Regions from separate parts of the Zea mays genome. Here region 1 is linked to region 2. Evidence: chromatin contacts called from public Hi-C data. All regions are on one chromosome and are shown on one strand. Each heading gives the region's core, a stretch centred on a gene start, on an enhancer-like site or on the middle of the called end of the contact. The rest is flanking DNA. Distances are from core to core; before and after follow the strand shown.

Evidence for each region. Hi-C and Micro-C count contacts between places; a contact is called where the count stands out from the background.
Region 1: a contact with region 2 is called in a Hi-C map of leaf, with 5 times the contacts expected there. The contact joins the promoter of LOC100381821 here to the promoter of LOC109941581 in region 2. A contact is called at or near these places in 4 of 25 Hi-C or Micro-C datasets (ear, leaf and tassel).

The regions. Positions count from the first base shown.
Region 1 is chr8:104,786,855-104,791,869 of Zm-B73-REFERENCE-NAM-5.0, reverse strand. It overlaps LOC100381821 (putative magnesium transporter NIPA4), which reads right to left and starts at 2,565. Exons shown (of 9, transcript NM_001174616.1): 1 at 2,171-2,565; 2 at 1,389-1,445; 3 at 1,212-1,302; 4 at 952-1,112; 5 at 683-810; 6 at 440-577; 7 at 185-277. The coding sequence starts at 2,339.
Region 2 is chr8:104,573,503-104,578,393 of Zm-B73-REFERENCE-NAM-5.0, reverse strand. It overlaps LOC109941581 (protein trichome berefringence-like 7), which reads left to right and starts at 3,154. Exons shown (of 3, transcript XM_020542693.2): 1 at 3,154-4,469. The coding sequence starts at 3,604. It overlaps LOC100382837, which reads left to right. Exons shown (of 10, transcript NM_001175534.1): 9 at 625-871; 10 at 1,045-1,547. The coding sequence ends at 1,293.

The DNA.
Region 1 (5,015 bases), core at 1,316-3,815, 210 kb before region 2:
TGCACAATGAACAAAATGGCTGACACTAAAACCAAAAGCAGACTCATTCAAATTAAAGATCAATATACGGCGTACTGATTGAAATCTTAAGACTACAAAGATTAGTTAATTAATTTAGTATGAATAAGTCAAAGTTTGGTGCAGAATTCTGTAAACAAACACGTTTAAGGTCAGAATCTGTTACCTTGAACATTATTACACTAGCCAAGATGGTCAAGGATGTAAACATTGTGTAATATATGGGTGAAACAACTGCAGTGTTGAATGTGTCGAGGGCCTGCAAAATTTAATTTTGATATGTTCAAAAATGGTAGGACAGAACAGACGTGCATAAGACATTGAAATAGCGAATATTTTTTACAAGATTCGACCATTAAGAAAAACCTTTTCTCTTGACACGACTACAGGTTATTGTACATGAGCATAGCACTGATCATACCTTGTTCAGATAGTTCATCTGTGTTACAATGCATAAGGTTACAACGGATGAGAACACCCATGTTTGTGGATAGACTAGCTGGTTCATCCCAGAAAATGTCAGCTTCAAGGCTATCCCAAGAGCTTTGACACTCATGACCTGCCAAACCAAGGCAAATACATAAGGAGAGCATTTATATCCTAGCTTCTTTAGAATTGCTATGTGAATTCACATGAAAATAACTGTTAGTCATGAGAAGCGTACCGATAAAGATCCCACAAGAGAACATATGCCAACATATACCATGATATGTGTCTGACCATACTCAGGGACAAAATGGAATATGAGCACAAAAGCTGCTGCAAGCACAACAGCTGCATAGCACAGGAATGCTGCAGGACATAATTTGAACCTTAGTACCTGATGAATTAGTATGGTGATGATAGTATACCGAGCAGTGTTTTGACATAAAGTAGTATGTTTTGGCTTTTGACTCATGAGGTAGAAAATTCAGAGAGAGAGAAACACAGTACCTGGTTCGGTCGCAAGATCCCACACTTCTGCCACAGACTCAATTTGACGCTCTGGAGGGGCATGAAGCACAATTGTTGTCGAACCGACCACACAAAGAATACAGCCAAGTATACCAAATGTATGAAGTTTCTCCCGCAACATTATATGGGCAAGAACAGCACTGTATAAGGCATGCCAAAACTATAAGATTTGCAGAAACCTAAGTGGTAAAAGGCTGTTGATGTACCAGTTGTAGCTCACATATTAGTCTAATTCTGACCTGATAATTATGCTAAGTGCACCAAGTGGAGTGACTAAGATAGCAGGAGCAAATGCATAAGCTGCAAAGTTAGCGATTTCGCCAACAATCACTGAAATGGAGTATGGATATCATTAGTACGAGATAGTCAAACAAGGTTAATATGCTAGAACCATATTCATCGGGAAAGGGACACACTTGTTACCATTCCTGCCCACCACAGTGGCTCAAGCAAGTATGAGTAGCCACCAACGCCTGACGAAAATTAAGCATAATTAATGAGGAAATACACAATGTTGCAACCCATCTAGCAAGATAGAAGCAAAATAGGCTATGCAGAAGTTACATAATTCACTAGCTATGGACAGAGACTGATTACACATGGTTGACCAAGCACCAATCGTCTTCAACTCTTGAGTGGCACAGGTCAACAAAAACGGATATTCACATATCTTTTGCATTGGTATGTTTCAGTAAATGAATATGCCTTCCTGTCAGCATTCCCATTCGCGGCATTCCATTTGCAGTTGATATTTTTCGAATTTGTCAAAGCATAATGGAAGCAGTAGGAACTACAAGTAGCTAATCGGTAATCGCAACATAGAAGCATTAGCAATAATGCATCGCCCCACCACCAACATGTCAGCAATCAACTATTCTGCTAGTGATCTTCCGGGGGGTCAATGCCGAGTAAGCAACAACTGATTGAAGTACATTGCAAGTTTCAACGGAGCAGCTCCCCAACATCACACGACCGAACTATCACCACCGTGCTACCTCACTGCTTAAGCCCCAAGTCCTAATTGCACTCGGAGTCTCGGACCCACTGACACCACCACTGAGATCCAACCTGCAAGGCACTCAGATCTAAGCGGCAAGCACAGCACGCCAGCAGCGAACGAAAGCATAGCCGCATCCTGCTGAACGAAAGCATAGTTCCCAAGCAGAGCCAGTGCCAGAGCTGACCGAAGGGCCCTCACCTGCTCGGACGCCGGACGCGCCGGCCTTCTTGAGCCCCTTCTTCTTCACGATGAAGCTGGCACCGATGAAGAGGCTGGAGGAGAGCGCGAGCAGCAGGCCCTTGATGTTGTCCGTCGACATCCCCGTGTACGACTCCACCCATCTCCCCACCAGCTGCGCTCCCCCCATCACGCCGCCGTCCAGCACTCAGGGTCAGGGCCCCTCGCTAACTCCTCACCCTCCACCGTCGGGCGCGGCGGTGGCCACCGCGCATGCGAGATCCGGAGGCGAAGAGAGAGAGAGAGAGGGAGAAGGAGGGACTAGGGAGTGGCTCGGTTGCGCGGTCCCTCGCTCTCCTCTGCTGGTGGTTCGGCAGCTTTTCGTCGCCTTCGTGGGCTGCGGTTGCTGCGCCGTGGTGAGCTGTGACGAAGAAGCTAGGCTAGCTACCGTATGTGGTCGTGTGGAACGGGAGAGCGGCGCGGCTGTTGTGCGGGAAAAGGGTCGACGGGCGACGACGACGGCGTCGTCCGGTCCCCAGGATGAGGGCGGAGCGAGGGGCCCGCCGGACGGGTGCCCGGGTCCGCGTGGCGTGGGTGTTTGTGTTTCCTAGCCTTTGGTCTTTGGACACGCCGCACGGCGCTTGGGCTCGTGCCCTGTGGTCGCGTGCGCCGCGCCGTGGCCGCCTAGGCGCCTACCGTGGTTTGGCTACCTTGCCAACGGCCGAGCCGCTGTTTTGGTCCTTTGGAATGGATGGAAGTCGTGGAACTATGGAAGCGGGGACCTGGTGGTCTTTTGGAATGCATACAGTTACAGTGATACAGAGTTCTCTGTGACGTGTAAGGTTCCAAGAACTTACAGACAACAATTCTTTGTCCGTGTTGTACATTTTTTTGTTTTTTTATTATGGAAGTAAAAATGTTCCAGAGATCATTAGAAAAAACAAATCAAGTGCCCTCTATTATAGTATTAGACTTCCATTCATAGCTTGCAGTGGCGGAGGACGAAAACAAATTTAGGTATGGCTCTAGACAACTACCTTGTGTCGACTGGCGTGTCCAGCGGGGCGGAATCCGGTGGGGCCGTGGGGGCGTCAGCCGTCAGGTCGGACTCTGGTGGATGCAGGGACGCAGTCCGGTGGCTGGCAGGCGGAGCTCGGCGCGTCGCGCGGGATAGCGGGTTGGCAGGCGGAGCTCGACGCGTGCTACCGGCTGCCGGCGCGTGTTGCTGGCTGCCGCCGCGGCTGGAACCTGGAAGCGGAGCTCGGCGCGTGCTGCCGGCTGACGCCACGGCCCACAGCGTGTGCTGCCGGCTGCCGCCGCGACTGGAACTGGAAGCGGAAGGCCTCGGCGGGCGGAAGAGGAAGGCAGCGGCTGAGCGAGTGAGTGGTCTCAGGCCTCGGCGACTCGGCAGCTCGGCGGCTCGGGCTCGACGGACGAAAGCGGAAGGCACAGACGCACAACGGCTGGCCGGCTGAGCGGACGGCAGTGATAACGGTTTAGGGAATTAGGGTTTAGATACTGGGCCGGTGGATCTGCTTTGTATTTTTTTTTTGGTATGGCTTGGGCCATAATAAGCCATAATGGGCCCTCCGCCCCTGATAGCTTGCAAAGATGTCACCCCCTCTAATAATCAACACACCGCAAGGACTTTATAGTGATCTTTTCTTTTCGCAATAATCATCGGAACTTGAACTAATATGTTCCCTAAAAAGAACTTGCATAGTTGATGGTATTGGTTTACTAGAAAGTAGAAAAGACCAAATCATTGTGATAAAGCCAAATGGCCTAAAACATTGTCACTATCCTAATTAGGAGTCTTTTTTTCGTTCCCTTGTTAGTATACTCCCTCCGATATTGAAATACTAGTCATTTTGGACATGAATACGCGTACCAAGGAGTGTTTAAGTAGAAGTCATATTTCCGATTTTACCCATATTAAATACTTCTCATTGTCTCATCCATTGAATTCTATTTGGGGTTTCAACTGGTCAGCAGCGCTGCTTTATATCGTGCATTTCTGAGTTCGATTCTGTGGCCTCCCTTTTTTGCATGGACGATGCACCTTTTTATTTTTGCACTGCGTTGCGCGTCCAGAATATTTTCGCTAGAAATTGCACGGCGTGCCCAGAATATTTTCACTACAAATTGCACCGCGCGCCTAGGACGTCGTTTCGTCTGGCTTGCACCTGTTCTTGGTGTTCGTCAGTTATTAAAGCCACGTTGGGCTCCTGGTACCAACAAACAGAAGCAGCAAAACTCCAAAACAAAGCAATGGCACTGCATGTTGAAAATGCTACATTTGACTTGAATATGGAGCCACCTATTGAGAATGATTTTGGTACGTACATGGTCTGGTTACTTGCCATTTGATTTTTTACTTATTGTTCACTTTTTAAATTTTTTTTCAATAGACTTGAATATGGCACCTAGAGAAGACGGTGATGTATTGGACTTTACTCTGGAAGAGACTACCATACATACTCCCATTTCTAATATTTTTTCAATAGACTTGAACGTGGTGCCTACAATAGACGATGATGCAATGGACTTGAGTAAGTGATTACTCCTACTAGTACGCTACACTTTTTTTAGAAATAATCTTGTTGCCATTGATTTGTCCGTGGACTTATAGTTTTTTACTAACTGTTTTTAGGTAGACGAAGGAGGAGGGATATTACTGAAGAACAAAGTAAACAAATCTACCAAACCTTGTTGGCTAAAAGCACGAATGGGAAACTATGGAAGAATGTCACAAAAGAAGTTGCTGCACAATTTGGAGTTCATGTTCGCACTGTTCAGCGCCTGTGGCATGACGGTAAAACCTATCTGTCTCAGGGCATTTCTGTTAATGTTGGTCCTAAAAAGA
Region 2 (4,891 bases), core at 1,905-4,404:
AAAATAGATATATTTTATAGTGGGTACCAAGAAAAAATTAAGCTCCAACAGTAAAGCCCCAAATCAAATGATTAACCGAAATCTGTTAATTTATTCCGTTCGTTTGGAAAGGAAGTTTTGTGAAGGGTCCGTAGGTTAGATCTAGATAAGGTGCATTATATTTATGGCACTTTAGGAGATGACCTATATTTTTTTGATAATTTTTTGTAAAATAGGGTACTGATGGAGCAGTTTTTTTTGTTGCTTGAGCTCTATAATTTAATTTGGGGGCACTGAGATAAGTCACTATTGGAGATGCTCTAAGACCATCTCCAGCAGCTTACTCATATCCATATTCAAACTACACTATACAAACAGTGCAACATACAATGTAAAATGGTGTAAGACAGTGTTTTTGGTCACCATATGGTGAACTGATGTACATTGTATCCATATGGCCACCCAAAACATTGTTTTGCACTGTATATTGCACTGTTTGTAGAGTATAGTTTGAATATGGGTATGAGTATGAGTAAGCTGCCGGAGATAGTCTAAACCCCCAATATATAGACAAGAACAATAATTCACACTTTACTTTGCTATTGCTAGTTCTGATTTAATTGCCTTGTCCACTTCACTAACTAGGGTTGGAAGAACTGCAAGAATTGGTGAGAAGGGGGAGGCTCTCCTCTTTATGCAACCTATTGAACTCGACTACTTGAAAGATCTGGAGTTACACGGTGTATCACTGACAGAATATCCCTTGCAAAGGGTTTTGGATAGTTTTCCTGTAAATGGACAGAAACCTCACAAAAGGAAGCAAATATCCTTAGACATGCATCCCTGCATAATGTCTCTGCAGAGGTCACTCGAGGGTTTCGTTGCAGCTGAGGTAATGCACATTCTACCTTTTCCTTCCAGTGTGACTTAGATAACACGTTTCACCTTTCAGTGATCGAGAACTTGCACACGTGAAACGCTTGTGCTGATTATTTGTTATGAAATATCGTAGACTAGGCTTTAAGCAATGGATATCGATTAACATATTCTGACGTTCTCATCCAGGACGCAACGAAGAAGCTTGCCAGAGATGCCTTCTGTTCCTGGGTTCGTGCCTACACTGCTCACCGAGGTGAACTGAAGAAAATTTTCATGGTGAAGAAGCTCCACCTGGGCCATGTAGCGAGGAGCTTCGGGCTAAAGGAGCAGCCGTCGCTGGTTGGAAGGTCACATCAGGTGTCTCTTAAAAAGCGGAAGAAAGAGCAGAAGCGCGAGCGGCCTGCCAAAAGGAGGAAGCTCCCCTCCAAGAAGTGAATTTGCACACCCGGAATGCTGCATCGCTTGACTTCGGATCATGACGCCCGCCATTTTTGCGACCGACAACCGTGGTGGCCTATGCCTCGGTCTGTAGACTATTGACATGAGCTATTTTTGTTCGCGATATTACATGTAGAAATGTAGGAACTATAGCAACAAATGCACAATCACATTGTTCGCTGCAGCAGCTGTTTGTTGATGTGAGATCATCTGTTACTATTATTATTTTAGTATCCGCTTGGGTTTCTCTTAAATCTCACGCCTGCTTTTGTTCTACTGTACTGTATAAATATTGCAGTTTACAGTGCAAAATTAAAATTAAGTTTTATACGCTCCTTTATATGGTCTGCTGGAGATGCTATGATAAGATTATTTTCAGTGATGCTTTTATGGTGGTTTTATGCACATTTAATAATATGTCATATAAGATTTTAGATGATATGACACAACATTTATAAGGAACGTGTTTTATGGGGATGAAATTAGTTTCACGGAGATGAAACTATGTCAACTCTGTGATCAAGAATCTGAGTCAAAAGATCATTTATTTGTTGGCTGTGCTTTTGTATGAGAGTTTTGGTTTAGATTGCTTAGACAAGTTAACCTCAAAGGAATTGCTCCCTAGCCAAGTGAGGGGATGGCTATGGAATGGTGGAGAAGAGCAAGCGAGCAGGTAAAGGTATAGATCAAAAGGGGCTTAATTCCTTAATCATCCTTATGTTTTGGACCATCCTGAAACATATGAACAGCTGCATCTTCGATAAGATCACCCCTAGAGATGGCAATGGGTACCCGAAACCCGAAACCCGATGGGTTTTTACCCCATTAGGGTACGGGTTTGGGTCAATTTTCATACCCATGGGTTTGTTAATGGGCATAAATCTATACCCAGCGGGTTTATGGGTACGGGTTTGTTCCTATAGTACCCAAACCCGTGAACCCGTGGGTTTTTTAAACCCGACCAAACCTAGTGCATATTGTCATTTTATTTTATAAACGAACAACAAACTTGTAATTCCTTATTTACTTCATAATTTTTATCAATTGGTGAATGTATCAGTAGTCGGTGAGAGTGTTGCTTGCTTGCTATTATAGTTTTTACTAGCGTTATATATGTGGTGGATGGATAACTTAGTGCAAGGTCACTTAATTATACAACTTATTATTTGTATTTCATTTTCTCTACTAATAATTTTTATACCAAATCATGAACTCGTTGTTCATTACATACATTTTGGATCATGATATCATTTATCATTACGATACTTATTGATTATGAGAAGAACAAGTATATTAGAGATGAAACCCGCGGGTAACCCATGGGTACCCGCAAACCCGATGGGTACGGGTTTGGGCAAAATCTCAAACCCGTCATGGGTATGGGTTTTTTAATGGGCATAGATATTTTTTACGGGTACGGGTTTGGGACGGCAAAACCCAGCGGGTTTGTACCCGTTGCCATCTTAGTATTACAAAAATTCTCATGGAGAACCATCAGCCCGATTATTGTTCGCCCATTAATTTTGGGGAACTAATCAGGCAGCCAGGAGCCAGCTGTTCACATTGCTCTACCCATCAATATACAAATGCTGCAGTGTCACTGTCAGAGTAAATAATTAGACCCTCAATCACTTGCAAACTTTGACTCTCATTTTCATAAACTACCTATTCAGTATTCACGTTACTGTGTGGGCCTTTCGTCTCTAGGTTTATGTACGTACTGGTACTTGATTACTTACAATATCTTCAGCAGTACAGTCTGTACAGAGAAGCAAAGGGTGGAAAGTTAGCTGCAATGCTGTGATCAGGTAGGTGACCTGAGCTATTCTTCCCGTAGCGCAAAGTCTGCACGGATCAAACAAGGCAAATTCCAGAAGCCATTGCCTGTCGGCCCGCTCCAACGTGCTCCTCGCCATGTGGGCTCTTTACGACTTGAGATCCCACATGGGGCTCTTTACGACTTGAGATCCCACATGCCAGAGTGAGGCAGTGACCGCAACGCCTGCGCCAAAGTGAAACTGAACCAGACGATCCAGCTGCTCCACTACCACAACCGCCTCCCCCTCGCCGCGCCTCCAGCTCCAGCAGGAGCAGCTACGCCGTCACGCGAGCTCACGGGCCGGAGCCTCGGAGGTCGGAAGCAGAACGACCACGCGCCAAGCCTGTCTCTCGTTCGGGGATTCTAGTGCCGGCTACTCTCAGCGGGGCCACTTGGAGCAGGCGGCATTCGCTCCGTACTGCTGCTGATTTGGTGAGCGCGGGGAGCCGCGGGATGGGAGATCTGGTGGAGGCGGCGGCTGTGGCGTGATGGTGAGCCCGGGCGGCCCGTCGCGCGTAGCTCTGCGGGGCGGCGTTGGCGGGCCCGGGAGCCCGCGCGTCTCTTCTTCTTCTGCCGCGACCGCTTTTGCGGCGCTACGGCGCAGGTGGCGGTGGGCGCCCTCGGGCGCGCCGACGCTGGAGCGCGCGGCCCGCGCGTTCCTCCTGGCCTCCGCGGCGCTCGTGCTCGCCTGCGCGCTCTACCTCTACGTGCTCCGCTACGTCGGCCGGGGAGGTCGCGCCTTCGCCGCCGCGGGCTTCGTCGGGGGCTCCGTCCTGGGCCTCGGCGGCGAGGCGTGCGATGTGTTCGACGGCGCATGGGTACCCGACGACACCGGCCGCCACCCGCTATACAACAGCTCCGAGTGCCCGTTCGCGGAGCGCGGGTTCGACTGCCTCGCCAACGGGCGGAACGACACTGGGTACCTCAAGTGGCGGTGGAAGCCGCGGCGGTGTGAAGTGCCGCAGTTTGCGGCCCGCACCGCGCTGGAGCGGCTGCGCGGGAAGCGGGTGGTGTTCGTGGGGGACTCCATGAGCCGCACACAGTGGGAGTCCTTCATCTGCATGCTCATGGCCGGCGTGGATGACCCCAGGACGGTCTTCGAGGTGAACGGAAACGAGATCACCAAGACGATACGACACCTGGCGGTCCGGTTCGCGTCGCACGGCCTCACCGTCGAATTCTTCCGGTCCGTGTTCCTCGTGCAGGAGCATCCTGCCCCACGGCATGCCCCCAAGAGGGTCAAATCCACGTTGAGGCTGGACAGGATGGATAGTTTCAGCCGGAAATGGGTGAATTCGGACGTACTGATTTTCAATACTGGGCATTGGTGGACGCCGACCAAATTGTTTGATAGGTAAGGTGCCTTGCATTGATTTACTGTGCCTTTTAGCTCTAACTTGAAAATGTGTAGTTGTTTCCGTATTGCCAATTCCTGCTTTGCCGTTCACATTTCTTTTCCTTTTCTTTTTCGGGTGAATCATTTACATTTTCTTAGGATTGAATACTCTACGTTCATGGTTGAATAGGCAGTGATGCATTTCTTCTTTTTTTTTCAGAAAAAGACTGAAGGAATATTTGTGTTGTGTTCACTTCGATGCTTTGGCTGCTGCTCAGTATTTTTAATACCCTACCTTATTTTATAAATAGAATCCTAGCTCATATTCTAGTTAGAAGTAGAGTTTGATACATCTTGGATATTGGGGAATGATGCATCTCTCTATTTCACATAGGTTCCAATAATGTAGCAAAAACTCGGGGTCAGGGTGGGGGCCTGGG